Regions from separate parts of the Mus musculus genome. Here region 1 is linked to region 2. The links are chromatin contacts, called in public Micro-C maps. All regions are on one chromosome and are shown on one strand. The core of a region is the stretch at or near the end of the contact, and the rest is flanking DNA. Distances in the headings are between cores, read along the strand shown. Region 1 overlaps Mtmr10 (myotubularin related protein 10). Region 2 overlaps Gm32633 (predicted gene, 32633).

Region 1 (2,876 bases), core at 128-2,627, 340 kb after region 2:
CTTTTGTTTGTTTGTTTCTCTGTATAACCCTGGCTGTCCTGGAACCGCTTTGTAGAACAGACTGGCCTCAAACTCATAGGAATCCACCTGCCTCTGCCTCTTGAGAGCTGGGATTAAAGACATGCACCCCCACTGCCCAGTAGAAGACGGTGTTTTATTTACTATCCTTGACAAAACAAGAGCAGAATGCATCCTAGAAATACATTCTACCCTAAACTATGAGAAGTAAAAGATGTGAGCACTGCTCTGCCTGCCGTTGGACCCTTTCCCTCCTACTGGGTGGCCTCGTCCAGCCTTCGTGTGAGGAGAGATGCCTCATCTTCTTGCAACTTGATATGAAATGTTTGGTGGATATCCCTGGGAGGCATGCTCTTTTCTAAAGGAAAGGAAGAGTGGATGAACGAAGGAGGGGTGGCCAGGACAGGAGAACGGAGGGAAAACTGGTTGGGATATATTACATGAGAGAAGAATAAACAAGAAAAAATGTGTGCAGTGAACTGCTGTTATCTGCCAATAGTGACATATGAGAGTGCATTTGCTACTGAGCCCCACGGTCAGTGCATCAGGGTGGAATGGCATCTTCAGTGTGGTGGAGTGAATTAGCATAAATATTGTGTTTAGTTTTTACTTACTGATGACTTGCTCTGATACTTCTCTTGGTTCATATAGATTTCCAATAAATATAGAACATGACTTGTAAAAAATAAGTTTATTATATTTGAGAGCTGCTGGAATCCACTAAATTTTCTTACATAGACTATTTTGAAGGCAATTTAAAGTATAGAATGTTGAATTACCTAACTTACATTCAGGATTTCTCTTGGTCTTCATTTTCTTTCCATTTTATTGACAGAGGAGGAAGGCAGAGACTTGAGTTGTCTGGTGGCTTCTCTCATTCAAGTGATGATGGATCCATACTTCAGGACAATTACTGGATTTCAGAGTCTGATACAGAAGGAGTGGGTCATGGCGGGCTATCAGTTCCTAGACAGATGCAACCACTTGAAGAGGTCAGAGAAAGAGGTAACTAGTCCTGTTGCTTTCCTAGCACTTTTCAAAAGTTTGTTTATTTGTGTGTGTGTGTATGTGTGATGATTAGTGTTATGAAATATAGTGTGGCAAGGAGATATGTTGGGCCCATGCTAAGGTATGCCCTGAGGAATTACACTATTGGGAGAAGGAAGGGGGAGTGAGGACCTAGAGAAGGGGTAGAGGCAGACAGATGAGAGCAGAGCCATAAGGGTAGAGAAGAGGATGGGGCACAGAGGACAGAAAGAGGGGAGGGGAGAGAGAAAAACTGGGTACAGAGAGATTGGGGGCTGGAGTGCCTGGCAATCCCTTTATGGGAAGCCTGCCACCTGGTGGTGGTGGTTGGTGTTGTAAGCCCTGGGAGGAGCCTAGTGGAAGCACCTATAATCTGACAATTAGGGCATGCCAGGACATGCCTGTAGAGGTCGGAGGACAACTTTAAGAACTCAGTTCTCATTCTTCATGAGATTTTTGGGGTCAAAATCAAGTCTTCATGTTCATGTGGTAAGTGCAGTTACACTGAGCCATTTCATAGACCCCCAAACTAGCACCTTTCAAATATGTATGAGATAAATTTTTACCATTGTGAAAATGACAAGGGCCTCTTTAATTTTTCAGTATTGATTTAACACATTGTAGCTTTATTAAAGCCTAACTAATAGATTAGAATCCACATTGATGTAGAAGATTACCGTAGATACAAAGATGACCCCCTATCCTCTGCATCTTAGAGAATAGAGCCAACAACTTCTCTTCAAGCCAGTTGCCTGTAGGGTGTGTTGCAGTTTGTTCCCTCATCCCTGCACCTTAAACACATGGTCGAGTGGCTACCAAGCTGCACTGCAGCCCAGTTGTCAGAAAGTCAAACCTAGTGTGTCTGCACCATGGTGAGTATTTCAGCTGAAAGAACACATGGCCAGTGTCCCACTCAGTCCTATGTAGAAGCACAGGAAACAGGAGAAAGCAGAGCAGCAGGGCCATCCACTGTGTAAGTCCACAGTAACTGAGCGGATGATAATGACTTCAAAAGAATGATTATACGGATGATCAGTGGAATCAAGGAGAGGGTTGAAGACCAGAATGTATTGGAAGAGAGTACAGATGAACAGCTAGATGTAACAACAGCAACAAAGACAACTCAGGATGTGAAAGAGGAATTCAAGTGTCTCCAAAAATATTGAATTTTAGAAAAATGAAACAATAAATTGAATAAACTTTGTTGGAAGCCTCGCCAATATCAAGCATCAAGTGAAAACAGATTACCAGGATGTGAAATTGTAATAGAGGAATGAACTGAAACATTCAAACAGTAAGTTTTTAAAAGCAGGCATAGTACATGCAGTATTTTTGGAATATAATTTAAAACAACCAAACAGTTTAAAAGCTGGACATGGTGGTGCATGCCATAGAGACAGAGGCAGATATCTCTGAGTTCAAGGCCAGCCTGGTCTACAGAGTGAGTTCCAGAATAGCCAGGGCTACACAGAGAAACCCTGTCTTGAAACCCCAGTCTTAAAAGACCAACTAACCAACCAAACAAACAAAACAACTTAAGAGTCATGGACATAGAAGAATGAAAAGAGATATGAGCCAGAGACTACTGAGTAAAATAATAGCAGAAAACCTCCCAAGTTGGGAGATGGACATCCAGATACTGGGGATTTTAGAATCTCAAGCACTTATGACTAAAAAAGTATCCCCAGCTATCACAATACAGCTTTAAAGTGTGTGTGTGTGTGTGTGTGTGTGTGTGTGTGTGTGTGTGTGTGCGCGCGCGCGCGCGCGCACACATGCAGTGCCTGTGGCAGCCAAGAAAGGGCATTAGAACTAGACTCTCCTAGAACTGG
Region 2 (2,700 bases), core at 31-2,530:
TCACAGGGGAGGGAGGAGTTTCGGGCTGCAGATTTCACAGGTCCAGGCACCACCTAGAACAATAGCCTGTGCCCAGACCCAGGAAGAATGGAAGTGCGGATGGGTTAGAACCATCCCCATAGGCAGCCCTTCCCTGAGGCAGAACTTCCTATTCAGGCAGGGACCTGGGGCAACATTGCTCCCGTGTTATAGGATGACTCTTGGAGTAGCTGGGAAGGGACAGCCCAAACTACACGCTGAGGAATGCCAGGACCATGAGGAGAAAAGCGAGGAGAGGTGAGGTCCAAACCCAGGTTGCTGCATTTACTAATGTGTCAAAGAGGAAGCATTGTTGAGAAACTCAGTGTGACTGCCTTTTGAGGGCCAGGGATGACAGTAAAGCTGCTGTGGGTGACAGGGTGGCCATAGAGTAGTTGACAGGTGGTGCCACTTTATTGTCAGAAGCAAGGTGGCTACAATTATCTCAGTGAGTGGCCAGCTGGATAACAGCTGGGGCCACCATCCAAAGAGGTGGGCTCGTGGGAAGTCAGCTAGGGTACTACCCAGTTCCAAAAATTAATACCCTGGATGGACATCAAAGAGACTAGAAGCACCCTTTTCCCAAACCCTCTCATCCCATGCCGGTTCTCAGGCAGAGGATCCAGGTTGAAGGAGAGGCGCATTTAGGGCAGATGTACCACCAAGGTGAGTGTGTGAGTGATGAGCCTAGGCTTCCAACAAGGGACCCTAATCATTCCCATTTCGTTGGTTATCCAAGCACAGGGCCATGGGGAGCATCGAGAAGCCTTCAGGACTGGGCCAGTCTGAACTGACTCGGTGTAGAGATGGCAGGGTCTCCATTGTGTCTATTAGAGAAGACCATGGGGAACCAGGCCTGGTATCCCTGCTACATGAGGCAGTCCTGGGAGTAGTCTATCTCCTGTACCCCATAGCAGCTGCTCTTGAGTACCCCACTTACCATTTCTGTAAGGCAAGATAAGATTAAACTGCCCACCCTCCCTTTCAGTTTTGGGAGGTGAAGCCGACTACAAAGGGAATGGCTGTGTCTCTTTTACAGCTGCTCAGGCCTCATGACAGCAAGGGCCAGGCCAGGCTTGAGGAAAAAGCTGGAGTGGTTGGGCCCAGACAGGGCTCCATGGAGCTGCAAGGGGCTTGAGTTTGAAGTCCGCGTGTTGGCATGTGCAGCCCGCTCTTCAGGGCAGATGGTGTTCCCCAGGCTGTGGGTAGAAGCTCCTTTGTAGACAGCATTCACACAGCCTGGGTTTCAACCCAAAATAGCTTCCTCTCCTCACCCCGAGCAGGGTGGCCAGCTGCTCCTCCTGCGCAGGTTCCTGGCCAAGGTGCAGCTCCACCTGGCCCATGTGCGGGTGGCACCAGGCTCCTGTACCTGCAGGGGCAGGCCATATTGGATGCTCAGGGGTGGGGTGGGGGGGCTTCTGTGGAAACCACCCTTGTGAGTTGGCAGTCAGGGCCAAGAAGGGAGGAGCCTTGGAGAACATGATGTAAGGGATTAGCCTGCCCAAGCCTGGAGCCCAGTGACATCCACCTGCCTCCCAGGGCAGCTCTGGAGCCAAGGCTACCCTTTCCCTAATTCATTCTCTATCTGCCCCCCCCCCCCCCCCCCGCAATCCCACCCGCGCATGCGTGCGTGTGTGTGTGTGTGTGTGTGTGTGTGTGTGCGCGCGCGCGCTATTTATTTATTTTTTTTAAATCACCAATAGCAGCCTTCTTCAGAGGCCTCCTGAAAATTTACCTTTCTGTCCAAGTCCAAATTTAGCCCTGACTTCCAGGCCTCTTACCATCTGGGCCTGCCAGGCCTCTGCCAAATGGATCAACCTGCCACAGAGTGGAGAAAACCCACTGCCCTGCTGCTTCCTGCATTGGAAAGCCCACTGTTCCTGCAACACACACCCACTGGGTTCGGGAAAGGCGTCGCTGACGCAGGCTTTGAGGCTATGCCTACCACTCCCTGATCCCCGCCAGGACCATATGCCATTTCACGTTTCAGACCGTGGCCATACACGGTGATAGTATCCATTTCACTTTGCACTGGTGGTCTTTGAAACCAAAGCCAAGAAGGCTGGAGCTGGGATTGAAAACTTGGGCCACCTAGAGCCTCCCTGGAAGGCCAGGCCACCCAGGGAGTGCCCCATGTTCCTTTGTTCCCAGCCAACCTGGATTACATTTGGGCCTCCTAATCAAGCTTTGCAACCCAGGAGGTCAACGTGCTGGTATTTGTAGATCCGTGCCAGACACTAGCCTGGGGAATCAGAGATGTGGACTATAGGTCTCTACTTCTCACAGCTGGCAAAGATGAAGAGAGCCAGGAGGAGGTTGGTCAGGGTGTCTAGAGATTTTCCCCATAGTTTAGTGTAGTTTGTCTTTTATCTCTTGACCACTGCAAATGCCAAATCTAGATAGAAGGAATAGTTCCTCACAGGCAGGGTAGGAGGTGCATGTCCAATCCTGTGGCTCTAGCCCTTCTTCTAGAACCTTCTTGTTTACTTTTGTCCCATAGCCTTGTGGCTGGAGTTAAATACTGGCTTGGCTCATGGTCCACCTTAGTCAGCGGTCCACTGTCTGATTTTCATCTTCAGCCTCTGCAACAAATTGTCAGTGTGGCTCTCAACCTTGGCCAAGCCATGAGTCCATTTTCTAAGGACTGTCTGATACACGAGACAAAGTAAAGAAAGAAGACTG

Evidence for each region. A called contact is a pair of places that touch in the nucleus more often than the background predicts.
Region 1: a contact with region 2 is called in a Micro-C map of the G1E-ER4 cell line. The contact joins two enhancer-like sites. A contact is called at or near these places in 1 of 15 datasets of contacts at CTCF or cohesin (large pre-B cells), 2 of 484 Hi-C or Micro-C datasets (the G1E-ER4 cell line and large pre-B cells) and 2 of 115 datasets of contacts at active chromatin or transcription factors (T-cell acute lymphoblastic leukemia and embryonic stem cells).

Annotation. Positions count from the first base shown.
Region 1 is chr7:64,325,799-64,328,674 of GRCm38.p6, forward strand. Mtmr10 (myotubularin related protein 10) reads left to right here. Exons shown (of 16, transcript NM_172742.2): 13 at 854-1,023. Among named protein-coding and RNA genes, the nearest start is that of Mtmr10, 40 kb to the left of the region's middle. Within about 2 kb of position 1,378, at least 66 of the 459 cell types and tissues checked have an H3K27ac peak or open chromatin away from gene starts, as enhancers often do. A contact at or near this core is called in the G1E-ER4 cell line and T-cell acute lymphoblastic leukemia, where this site is marked.
Region 2 is chr7:63,990,476-63,993,175 of GRCm38.p6, forward strand. All of the region lies in intron 1 of Gm32633 (predicted gene, 32633), which reads left to right. Among named protein-coding and RNA genes, the nearest start is that of Gm32633, 5.0 kb to the left of the region's middle. Within about 2 kb of position 1,281, at least 62 of the 459 cell types and tissues checked have an H3K27ac peak or open chromatin away from gene starts, as enhancers often do. A contact at or near this core is called in the G1E-ER4 cell line and T-cell acute lymphoblastic leukemia, where this site is marked.